Regions from separate parts of the Rattus norvegicus genome. Here regions 2 and 3 are each linked to region 1. Evidence: chromatin contacts called from public Hi-C data. All regions are on one chromosome and are shown on one strand. Each heading gives the region's core, a stretch centred on a gene start, on an enhancer-like site or on the middle of the called end of the contact. The rest is flanking DNA. Distances are from core to core; before and after follow the strand shown. Region 1 has its middle 7.0 kb from the start of Wnt2b. Region 2 has its middle 24 kb from the start of Ppm1j. Region 3 holds the start of Rhoc (ras homolog family member C).

Region 1 (4,101 bases), core at 439-2,938:
CCCCCGAGAGAGGGGGTGGAGGCACAACTGTGATCCATATCCTTTTTTTCTTTTCTCTCTCTCCACCATTGGTTTCTCTGTGTCTTTTAAAAAGACTAACCAAACAAGCAAAACTATCTTTGTGGCTTTCTGAATCTCTCTGGTACCTGCCTACCTGACTCTCTATGTTCTCTGGTATGTGACTTTAACTGCCCTCAGCTCCAAGAGCCAGAAAAGATTTAAAAAAAAAAAAAAAAAAAAAAAAAGCTTTCTACCTTCAACTCAACGCAGTACTTGGGCATTATTTACAATACTGTAAGTCACTTTCCCACGTTGGGCCTCAGTTTCCCCACTGGAAAGTGAATGGAGAGCTAGTTTCTGCTGGGGAAGGTCCTCTGTCTTTCTCTTCTTTCTTTAGCATGGGCCATTCTGTTATGCCCCAAGGCCTCTGTCTCTCTGTTTCCTAAATCTGACCCTGAAGCCTGGACTCTAGCGTCTTAGGGACGCCTGTGGGGTGAGGTCTCTGTTAGTGTCAGCCAGCAAGGCCCTCAAAGCAAGATTCGACACTACTCCACTCCTTAAACATCAGTAGACAGGGTCCTTTCTGGGGCCATGTCTGGGATACAAACCAGATTAGCTCATCTCTCTAATCCTCTTTGTGCTGGAGCCTCTGCCCTGCAGGGACACCCACGGCGCTCCCCGTGTGTGTGTGTGTGTGTGTGTGTGTGTGTGTGTGTGTGTGTGTGTGTGTACACGCGCGTGTATGTGTGTGCGTGCGTGTGCGCGCGCGTGCGTGGGTGTGCGTGCGTGTGTGTGGGTGTTTGTTCTTGGAGAGGCAGGGCACACAAGGTTCTCTCCTCTGGTACCCCCACCTACGAGTAAAGTCCAAGCCAGCAAGCCTCCCTGTGTGAAAAAAAAGTCTGAGGCCTGAGCCAAACTAGCCTCCCACCTCCATTCCAATCTCTTCTGTAGCCTTTCCAGGACTGGATTATACATTTCGGACATCCCCCTGTTCCCGAACAGTCCAGAATCTACCCCTCTTCGACGCATAGCTCACGGCCTAATTGTGTGTACTTTTCGGTCATTTTAGGACTTGGCAATCCCTTCTTGAAAAGCCCAGAACTTGCAGAAGGACATAGGGAACGTGGGGGAGGGGTGGGAGTGGGGGAATGAGGCTGGCCCTCGGCATTACACTCCAAATTGGAAGCCTCCAGCCAGTCCCTGAATTTTCCTTGGAGAGATCTCTCTGGGCTGATAAGATCAAAGCATTCCCTCTGCCAAATCATTACCTTATTTTCGAGGCAATTACAGAACTTATTGTATCAATTAGCCAGGTCTCCAGCTGCAGCTGTTTATCGCTGGCTTTTGGTGCGCTGGCTAAGGGTCTGCCCTGCCGTGAAAGCCCGGAACCAGAGAGAAGGGCGGGGTCGGGGCCGAGAGCGCCCCGCGGCTGTCTGTGGGAATGGGCAGCGGAGGGCGGGAGGGCGCCCAGGGGAGTGGAGCCCGCGGGCCACTCTCGCTGCGATCGCTCTGTTCTGGGCGTCACAACGCGCGGATGTGGCCCAGAGAGACGCCGCAGACCCAGGGGTGAGGCAGGTCGTCGGGGTCGGGCCAGGGTCGGGGTTCCGTGGAGACCCGACTGAGCGAGCCCAGACGCCCAGCCCTCTGCGACGCTCGCGGCCGGCTGGAACGCACCCCTTGCGCAGGGCGCCCCGCCGTGGCGTTTTCTGGAAGGACAGAGGGCCGAGCTTCATTTTGGGGATTCCTGGTTTCAGGGCTGGACACGGAGAAGGGAGATGTTCCCAAGAGTGGAAGAGTGGCGTTCAGGGATTCCACCAGGACCGAATCGCCTTCTTGTAGAACCAAACGCACCTGTAGCCAGGTTGGATAAGGGATCCCTGGACATTCTCAGAATTTTTGCTCTTAGAAACACAAATATTACCGAAGTTTCTCCAGAGAGCTTCTTTTGTTTAGGTGGCTTATAGTCACTCATTGGATTCATACGAACACAGGGACAAATTTATAAAGCTCCTGATGGCCGAGGCGGCCATGAGCAACAAAAATAAAAGCATTTCTGGATAGTAATTCAAAAAATAAAATAAATATCCATGAGTCTGAGTTAATATAAACAAACAACTGAACAAATAAATAAATGGGGAAAGGACAAATCTCCCTCATAGAAAGACTTCCAAGTAACTTATGTAGACACTGCACATTCGATGACACGAAGTATAATTAATCCTTAAGTGTGGGTTGCGCATTCTGACATCTTTCCAACAAATACAACACAGCTATGGAGGATGGAAGGGAAAAAGAATTTTACCACGGGAGAAACTTGACAAATACTTCAGCAGGGCCATCAGGCTCAACATTATTGGAGTCAGGGCGATAGTTTTTGCCCCAGTGACAAAAATAACACTTGAGTCTCTTGTCGTTACAGAGCAACATTTGTTGCCAGAGAGATGGTAAAACGGCCCAGTGAGTTGGGAAGGCAGTTAATGCTATATACTCTTACCATGTGATCAAGTTAGTGCGCTCATTCATTGGGATGGCTACAAAACCCTGCACACTGACGCTGATAGCCAATCTCTCCGTAGCTGACAAGACTGGGGAGCAACTGACATGCCCTTCAGAGATGAATGGATACATGAGCTGTGCGTGTGCGAGAATGGAATGTTTTAGTGATAAAATGAGCTATCAACAGACGTGGAGGAGCTTCCCTTGGATATCACTAGCAGAAAGAAGTGGATTTGAAAGGCTGTGGTTCCAACTGTGCATTCCTGGCAAAAGGCAAAACTATGGAAATGATAGTGTCAGGATTTCCTCCTCTGTGATCTCTTTTGTAATCCTAGTGTCACAAGAAATCATGAGAAAAATATCAGACAAACTCCATCTGAGGAATTTTCTTTCCTTTCTTTCTTCCTTCCTTCCTTTCTTTCTTTCTTTCTTTCTTTCTTTCTTTTTTTAGACAGGTTCTTGCTGTGCAGTCCAGGCTGGCCTTGAACTCTCAACCCTTCTGCCTCAGTCCACCTCATGCTGGGGTCATTGATATGCATCATTACATCCTGCTGAAAATAAATTCCTTTTTTGCTTCTTTTTGTAATATGCTGGGGATGTTATTTCCAGAATGGAGCCTGGAAAATAATGAGGACATTAGGAGGAAATAGAGGAAAGCTGCTGTCGTTGTAAAAATATAAAAATAAAAGAGTCTTTTATCCCACTAGATCCGGCACAGAAGTGCCCCAAGATATCTGCTGGATATCTTAGTCTCAGTCAGCAAAGCCTCTCACCCGCTTTGCTCCATCCCATATCACACTGCCAAAGGCCTCTTTCTGAGCCTGGCAGCAATCTCTCTACCCATCCAGTTCCCAAGGCAGAAACAGACATCCCAACTCTGAGGCATCTCACACACTGTCCAAAATTCAATTCTCCACATGAAAGACCACAAGACACAATAACCTTTGATCCAATTGATAAAATATAGTTGCCCACCTAAACATACAAAGCCTGGTACAGATCCATCCTTTAAGAACATTTATAACAACTGGTAAAGGTACAGTGTGGAATCTTAATGTCAGCTCCCATGTTGTCCCGCAACTACTGTCTCCCCTCTGCTGTCCTTTCTGTCCCAGTCTCCTCTCTGTCCCTCAAACTTTTTTCCTGCCCTCCTTGTTTTTTGCCTCATTCTATCTTGTACCTTCTTCACCTGTGACATCATCCCACAATCTGCTTTATTTGTTTCTATTTATTTGAAATCAGCAAATTGGTGAGATTGCTCAGCAGGCAAAGGTGTACACTACCAAGTCATATGGTAGAAGGAGAGAATTCACTCTCAAAAGTTGTCCTTTGACTGCCACATGTACATCACGGCACAGGTACAACACACACACACACACACACACACACACACACACACATACACACACACACACACACACACACACACACACACACACACTGGATAGATTGATAAATGATAGGTAGATAAATAGATTGTTAAATATATAGAAGCAAAACTAGCAATAATGACTGTGACTTGAAGCTGGGTGTACTGTCCATGCCTTTAATTCGTGCTCTGAAGGCAGGTGGAACTCTGCAAGTGCAAGGCCAGTCTGGTCTACA
Region 2 (4,101 bases), core at 988-3,487, 220 kb before region 1:
ATGTCCCCCCATTTTCCAGTTATCAATAGTTCTGGATGCTAGATATTGACCCCTGTGAGTTAAAAAGTGTTTAAGTATATAATATAATTAATATTATTTGTTAGGTCTCAAACCTGGGACAAATGGCCGAGGTACCTTATTAAACATCAAAGCAGACTTGGCCACCATGTTCTCCCAGCATCCCTCAGTTCCTACCCATTATAGGGTCCTTCTGGCTGGCATATTCCACCTCCTACCCTAAACTTCTCCAGCCCAAGGGCTGGGCTGCCCTTCCCTAGAGACTCTTCCCTATATAATCCATACATTTTGGTTGTCCCTCCTCTTTTGGGCCTCCTAGCCTCTTGGTCTACAGGTTCCCCTCTTTTCCCACCTCTCCTCATATGGCCAGGCTCAGGGTCATGTTCACTCTGGTTTTTCCCAGATGTCTGTGCCTCTGGCTGTGTTCTCCCTTTTATCTACATTAAACCTTCTGCTCTACCATACCCAGGAGCAGCCGTGTCCTTCCTTTTTATTTCTTTGTTCCATTTGATATTTAGTGTGTTGTGTTGGGGCAAGTGGGGACACTGATCCTGTAATACAGCACCATGTGGAGGTCAGAGGACAACTTGCAATGTGTCAAAGGATGCAAGTTCTCTCCTTTCACCATGTATATTCTGGGAATTAAATTCCTTACCTGCTAAGGCATCTTCCTGCTTCAAGTAAGTGTATATTTACAAGTGGAAAATTAGCGATAAGCATGAGGTATTGCTGTTTTTAATATACATTTGGGGATATAAAGCTTTAGTACAAGTCAAATGTTTTCAGTGAACAAGTTGGGGCAGCTCAACTTTATAACAATTAAAAATTAATCTGAGGGCTGGAGAGATAGCTCAGTGGTTAAGAGCACTGACTGTTCTTCCAGAGGTCCTGAGTTCAAATCCCAGCAACCACATGGTGGCTCACAACCATCTGTAATGAGTTCTGATGCTCTCTTCTGGTGTGTCTGAAAACAGTTACAGTGTGCATACACACACACACACACACACACACACACACACACACACACATATAATAAATCTTTTAAAAAGTTAATCTGAGGGCTGGAGAGATGGCTCAGTGTTTAAGAGCTCGGGCTATTCACTGGAGGACCCAGTTAGATTCCCAGCACCCACAAGTGTGGCTCACAACGTCTGTAACTCCAGTTCTAGGGTGATCATACAGGGGGTAACATACAGGCAAAAACCCACACACAAAAAAATAAATAAATAATTAAAAAGAAATAAAGAGTTGGGGATTTAGCTCAGTGGTAGAGCGCTTGCCTAGCAAGCACAAGGCTCTGGGTTCGGTCCCCAGCTCCGGAAAAAAAAAAAAATAAAGATAAAAAGAAATAAAGAAACAGGACTAGAGAGATAGTCCAGTGGTATTTACTGCTCTGCTAGAGGACCCTGGTTTAATTCACAGCATTCACATGGAGTCTCACATCTGTCTGATTCCAGGAGTTTCTACACACTCTCCCTACAAGGGTATCAGCTATGTATGAGGTGTATTTATATACAGGACACACACCCACACACACACACACACACACACACGAATGCACATAACACACAGAATAATTTTAAAAAACATTTAAAGACAAAGTCAGATTGCTTCAAAAGTGAATTCGATCAACTTCGTGTCTCTGCCTCCTAAGTGCTGGGTTTGCAAAATGCACCATAAGCTAGGCTTCTGCTGTGGGGATAAACTCGGGGATTCGTGCCTGCTAAGTAAGCACTAACTCTATCGTCAGAGACGTCCTCAGCTCCATCATGAAATTCCGATCACGGAAGTACTACAAGCCTGTGAAAACTCAGCTAAATATCCACATCAAATAGCAGTATTTTATTGCATGTAAGATGCACTTTAACATTGGTTAGAACGAAACCAAAACCAAGGAGGTGAATCTTTTCACTGTCCCTCAATAGACATTATCAGCACGCACCCTTGTATTTCTTCTTACCCACAAGACCTTGCTTTGGGAAGACTTTCTCCAGGAGCCGCCCGGCCGGGCTTTGAGAGAAGTCGGGGGTTAACAGGGAGCGGTTCTGGATGGGGAGCGGGGGTTGTGCGGGTTGACCGGCGCCCGGCAGTTTTGCGATTGCGGCACCTGGCCTGTCCTAACGCGAGGGGGCGCTGCGCGTCCAGACTCCCGGGGTCTAGATTGAGCTCTGCGCAGAACCGAGTATGCTTCGCCTGCTGTGGAGGCGTAGGATGATCCGCGCTCAGCTGCGATCCTCCCATCCACCGACCTTGCGCCACGCGTCCCGGGGGGGGTGGGGTGACAAAGGGGTAGGAATCGCTGGGAGTGAAAGTTTAACCCCACAGGCTAAGTGGGAAGGAGGGCACCGCAGTCTTCACAGAATGTATCACTGAACAGCCTTGCCCTGCTCTTAACGGAAGACAAATTTCCTTCCCCAAATCTTACCCATATCTCTTAACTTCCCCGGATCCTGCGTCTGTATCCATCCCATCTAGGCCCTACTTCTGCCTCTCTGACATCTTTTAATTGACTAAAGCCTACAGTTGCAACGAATTGTTTCTTTTTTTCTTTTTTTTTTTTTTTTTTTTTCGGAGCTGGGGACCGAACCCAGGGCCTTGCGCTTCCTAGGTAAGCGCTCTACCACTGAGCTAAATCCCCAGCCCCGAATTGTTTCTTTTTATGTATTAATTTATTCTCTCATCTATTCTGTCCCCAGCAGTTTCTCCTCCTTTCTCTCCTTCCAGTCCCTACCCTTCCCCACCCCCCAGCGCCCCAACTGCACCTCCTGGCTTTCCCATCAGAAAAGGGCAGGTCTCCCAGGAATATCAACCAAATGCTGTGTATCAAGTTGCAAGAAATCTTAACACCTCCCCTTATATTAAGTCTGGATGAGGCAACCCAGTAGGAGGACAAGGGTCCAAGAAAGACTTCCAGTGGAGGGCCTGGGGCACCAACCCAGCCACAGAACCCTCGACCTACAATTTGTCCTGCGAGCATGATGTGCTGGGGTGGCACAGAAATTGTGTCCATCTTGAGATCTGTGCGACGAAAAGAAGCCCACACCTGACACTACCTCAAGAATCAGAAACCAGAGGCTGGGTGGCCCAGAGACCCAGAATAGAACCAAACATGTCCAGGAAAAAAAAGTAAAGAAGGGCTGGAGATATGGCTCAGTGGTTAAGAGCACTGACTGTTCTTCCAGAGGTCCTGAGTTCAAATCCTAGCAACCACATGGTGGTTCACAACCATCTGTAATGGGATCTGATGTCCTCTTCTGGTGTGTGTGAAGACAGCTACATTGTACTCATATATAATAAATAAGTAAATGCTATAACTCATAGACAGAAGACTGGCAGGAGAGGCTCCATCTAGCAATGATGGAAACAGAAGCGAGACCGACAGCCAAACATTAGGCAGAACTCAGTGGATCCTGCAGAAGGAGGGGAGGAAAGGTTGTAGGAGACAAAAGGGTCAAGGACATCACAACGAACAAACAAACAAACAAACCACAGAACCAACAAACCTGGACCTACAGGTACTCGCTGAGACTGAACTAAAGTCAGGGAGCCTGCGTGGGTCTAACCTAGGACCTCGTCTATATGTCATAGCTGTGTAGCTTGCTGTATTTGTGGGACTCCTAACAGAAGGAGTGGGGCTGTTTCAGATGCTTTTGCTTGTAACCAATTGTTCTATTTAAACTTAATTGAAACACTCTCTCTGTCTCTCTGTCTCTCTCTTTCTCTGTCTCTCTCTCTGTCTCTCTGTCTCTCTGTGTCTCTCTCTCTGTCTCTGTCTCTGTCTCTCTCTGTCTCTGTCTCTCTCTGTCTCTCTCCCTCTCTCTCTCTCTCTCTCTCTCTCTCTCTCTGATTATTGATGGGCAATCAGTTTACCAGCAGTTTATTCTTTAACAATCAGCAACTAAAGCAGTTCCCACTGGTAACTCAATGGCTAACCAGCCATCTTCCTTAGGGGAGGGGGCCAGGATACCCCCCACACCCTCTACCACTACCACCCTCCCTTCCTCATAGGATCAACAGAATAAAACCTCAATCTTCTAGCCTTGAAAATGACTCTGGGTCACTTCAGCCATCAAAACTCAGTTA
Region 3 (4,101 bases), core at 973-3,472, 190 kb before region 1:
GCATTGGTGTTTTGCCTGCATGTGTGTCTGTATGAGGGTGTTGGAATTGGAGTTATAGACAATTGTGAGCTTCCAAGTGGGTGCTGGGAATTGAACTGAGGCCCTCTGGAAGGGCAGTGCTTTTAACCACGACCATGAGCAATCTCTCCAGCCTCAAGAGCAGGGACTCTTTTTTTTTTAAAAAGATTTATTTATTATATATGAGTACACTGTATCTGTCTTAGATACACCAGAAAAGGGCATCAGATCCCATTACAGAGGGTTGTGAGCTTGCTGGGAGTTGAACTCAGGACCTCTGGAAGAGCAGTCAGTGCTCTTAACTGCTGAGCCATCTCTCCAGCCCAAGCTGGGCCTCTTAAGTCTGAGTGTTTTGACTCCCAAACACTCCTCCAAGCTTCCACGCCTCAGTAAAGTGTAGATAACAACACTGTCTTGTAAGAACTAAACATGGAGTGGGCAGGGCGGGCAAGGTTCATGAAATAAAGCTTCAAGAACTGTTAGCTATGTTCAACTGTGTTCTTCATTCGGACTGTGAGTTTGTTTGTTTACTTTTATTTATGTTTTGTTCAAGATAGGGTTTCTTTATGTAGTCTGGGCTGTCATAAAACTAGCTCTGTAGACCAGGGTGGCTTCAAACTCAGCTATCCTCCTGCTTCTGTCTCCTGAGTGCTGGGACTAAAGGCATGCACCATCACTGCCTGGCTAGACTGTACGTTTTCAGAAGGCAGAGTTTCATAGCTAGCTTAGTTAGTACATAGCTTTCAGTTCACATCCAACCACTGTTTACTGTATGAATTCAGAGTCCTGGAGGCCAAAGTGCCCTTCACCTCAGTTATCTGATTTATCAAATGTATGTATGATCTGTGCTTCCAATCCTGAGTGAATGTTTAGGTATGTGTCTGCCTGGGTTTGAGACAGTTTCACTCCACAGCCTATGTTGGCCTGGAATTTGTGGCAACTCTGCTCCCTCGGGAGTGCTGAGATTACAGGCATGAACCACCCGCCCAGCTGTACCTGCAGTAGACTCCATGCATTTATTCTGGCAAATCTTTGTTGAAACCTATGATGAGCAGAGGTTGGTTGGATGGTGCAGGGAGCAGGTTGGAGCGGGAGCATGGCAGGCAGCATGGAGCCAGCACATGCCTGGGTGTCCCACAGGCCTGACTGTAAATTTGACTGACTGATAAGAGTTTTTGCTACAGGGTCTCAATGTAGCCCAGGACGGCCTGCAACTAACTCCTAGAGATCCACCTGCCTTAGCTTCTTGTGTGTCACCATAGCTCACCTCACTATAAATTCCTGCTGTCACAAATCGTGACACATCTCTGGGCTTCACTTTCTTTACAGGCAAAAGGGAACTGGTGAACTTATTCCAGAGTAGAGACCTGTGTGTGTATAAAGTATCCAGCACTAGCAGTAGACTTCCTTATACACCCACTTCTTTAGCCCTTTATAAGGAAGGAGATATATGATCAGGTAAGTAACACGTCAGACTGGGATCAACAACACAACAATACAATAGGAGTATGAGGTCAGTTTCCAGTCGAGGACACAGAAGCACTTCCAGGAGTGTGCTGTTAACAGGACGTAGGGAAATTCCCGGTGAAGGAAGGAAGGGACTTGTAAGGCGATGGTAGTTGGGGACTGTAGATCACAAAAGGCCTCCAAGGCTCCGGTTAGCGTCACGTTGCATTTACTGCAGTGATTCCTGGAGAAGAGAGTGGGCAGCTTCTGCATAACCCGTCCCCTCGGTTACGGCTAGGGGGTAGGAGATACTGGAACGTCGAGGGCTGCTTGGCCACGGGAGGGCAGCAGTGGCCCTCGCTGACCCCACCCTGGGAGTCGCTCAACTTTCCCGAAGCGGGTCCGCCCCCCCACGGGTTGGAAGTGGGGCAGAGGCCGAGTCCTCCGGGGGTCCCACCCGCCCTCTCATCACCCAGCAATCCAAACATTTCTGGACATGGTCCCTCCAGCTCCAGCCCCACGCCCCATGCCGGGTCCTGAGCCGGGGTGACCTGCGGCCACCCGGGGCCCAGAGCGGAGGCGGGCCATGCTAAGGGCCGCCCCCGTCGACCCCCCTCCCCTTGACGGACCCGCCCCGGAGCGGTGCTGGAGAGTGGGGCGGGGCTCGGGTCAGTCTCAGCCTCCGGCACCGGCCGCGCAGCTGGAGGCGGCGGAGCAGAAGGTACGGGGCCCCAGCTGGTGGGTGGCGAGGCGTCGTGGGAACTGACCTCGGAGGAGAGCACTTTCCTGCTTCCCGGATCGCTCGGGGAACGGCTCAGGAGGGGGTTCCGGGCGGGGTATGGGAGAGCGTCCTGTGCCGCGGGGCAGGCGCTCTCGCCTCCTGAGCTCTCGAACCACAGCCCAGAGCCCCTTCCCTTTCTGAGTCTTGCCTCTCCGGACCTCCCTAGCTGGGCCAGGAACACACTTGGATCTCCCTGAGCGACTCTACCCAGAAGCTCCAGTTCCGGGCGGGGAGTAAGGAACAGGGCCTCAGGCTGGCTAGGGGTGGGAGTTCTGGCCTGGGATGGGGAATGGCGGGAATAGGGGCGGGATGTGACCATTGGGGGCTGCTACTGCTTGGCGGGTCAGGACGCCGCCCTAGACGGGTTTTGGAGCTGATCTGAGCTAAGAGGTTGAGAAGACTAGGAAAGATCCTGCTCCTCTGTGGTGTATGTGGGTCTGAGAGTGAAAGGGGGAGAAAAAAAAAGAACAAAACACCCCAATCCCCAACTCTGCCTCCTACCCTTTTGGGAGTGTTAGGGGGTTGGGCAGAAAGCTGGGGCCCGGATCTTCCTTCATGGCTTTAAAGTTAAGGAAAAGGTGTTGCCCAAAGAGTGATTCTTGCCTAGATCTCAGGGGAGCAGAGTACAAAGGCCTGTTGGATCACCTGGAAAAATCAAGAGAGTATTAAGGAGGGCTAATGTCTTGTCCCAGGGAAGGTCCCAAAAGTTCCAGACCCTTCTCCGGGGCCCTGTGTGACATTTCATTGTCTCAGGGTTAGTGGGGCAGTTCCTCCGGAGCCGCCTTTCACAGGGAGTGTTAGCCAGACCATCATGCCATTTTGGCCTTGGGCCTAATGTCCTGGTTTGGCCTGAGTCCCCAATTCTTCTGGCCTAAGCAGAGCCTAGATGCAGAATCTTCTAAGCTGGGGGCTCTAACCCAGCCACGGAGTTCCGGCCTCTGCCTCCCACCGTCAGATGCCCAGTCGCCTCGCTGCTGTGGGACAGCCGTGGCACATGCATGGGGACGTGACTAGTGTTTAGTGTTGTCACGCTTCATCTACACTGCCTACCCTGGGTTGGGGTTGTCTCCGCCAGCCTGTATACAGCCTGACTGGTTGAATTAATGGGAGTAGGTGCGGGAGTTGGAAGCAATCCTGTAGGTTGGTTACCTGGGTACACCTCTCAGATCTCACTTTTGAAGGAGATAGGCAACAGAGTGAATGCCTTCTTCCCAGCCTTTTGGGGGTACTCGGGAAAACCCCTTGAGGTGGGGGGTGGGAAGTGTGTCTGCACATACTCAACTCCTATAAATTCTCTGTGACTCATGTCCTCTTCCCTCACATCCCAGTTGTGTGTGTGTGTGTGTGTGTGTGTGTGTGTGTGTGTGTGTGTGTGTGAGAGAGGAACCACGCTGGGGCCTGATGCTGAGAAGAGCCAGCCTGGGGCAGGGATACTCTGCTTCTAAAAGGCAGGCACAGGCCAGGGTTTGAGGTGGTGGCACGTAGGGAGTAAAGGAGTTCAGTGGAGCCAGACAGGATTGGGGACTGAAAGGAAAAGCCAAGTTTGGGGCCGAGATCAGGTTACTGTCCCCTTCTTAACTGCTCCCCGCCTGGTCAAGGCTCAGGCTGATCCTCACTAGTCTTTTCTTTTGAGGCTCCTCCCAGCCCGGGCTCTAGCCCCCTCCCCCACAGCCTTCTCTAAAGCTCTACTCTGGAGCTGTCTGGCACTGTCCCTCCCAGGCTGTGTAGGCCTAGGGACCTCACTAACCTGGTCAGCTCCCCTGACCAGTCCCCAACGACTTGGTCATGTGTGTTGGGGTTCAGGACAGAACACATAAACTTCGAGAAGCTGACTCCTTACCTCGAGTCACAGGGAG

Evidence for each region. A called contact is a pair of places that touch in the nucleus more often than the background predicts.
Region 2: a Hi-C map of liver shows a contact between it and region 1, with 6 times the contacts expected there. The contact joins two enhancer-like sites. A contact is called at or near these places in 3 of 12 Hi-C or Micro-C datasets (liver and psoas muscle).
Region 3: a contact with region 1 is called in a Hi-C map of Schwann cells, with 4 times the contacts expected there. The contact joins the promoter of Rhoc here to the enhancer-like site in region 1. A contact is called at or near these places in 3 of 12 Hi-C or Micro-C datasets (the Rat2 cell line, Schwann cells and mammary epithelial cells).

What each region holds. Positions count from the first base shown.
Region 1 is chr2:195,161,878-195,165,978 of GRCr8, forward strand. No RefSeq gene overlaps it. Among named protein-coding and RNA genes, the nearest start is that of Wnt2b, 7.0 kb to the left of the region's middle. Within about 2 kb of position 1,689, at least 22 of the 93 cell types and tissues checked have an H3K27ac peak or open chromatin away from gene starts, as enhancers often do. A contact at or near this core is called in Schwann cells and liver, where this site is marked.
Region 2 is chr2:194,941,349-194,945,449 of GRCr8, forward strand. No RefSeq gene overlaps it. Among named protein-coding and RNA genes, the nearest start is that of Ppm1j, 24 kb to the right of the region's middle. Within about 2 kb of position 2,238, at least 32 of the 93 cell types and tissues checked have an H3K27ac peak or open chromatin away from gene starts, as enhancers often do. A contact at or near this core is called in liver, where this site is marked.
Region 3 is chr2:194,973,364-194,977,464 of GRCr8, forward strand. It overlaps Rhoc (ras homolog family member C), which reads left to right and starts at 2,223. Exons shown (of 5, transcript NM_001106461.1): 1 at 2,223-2,478.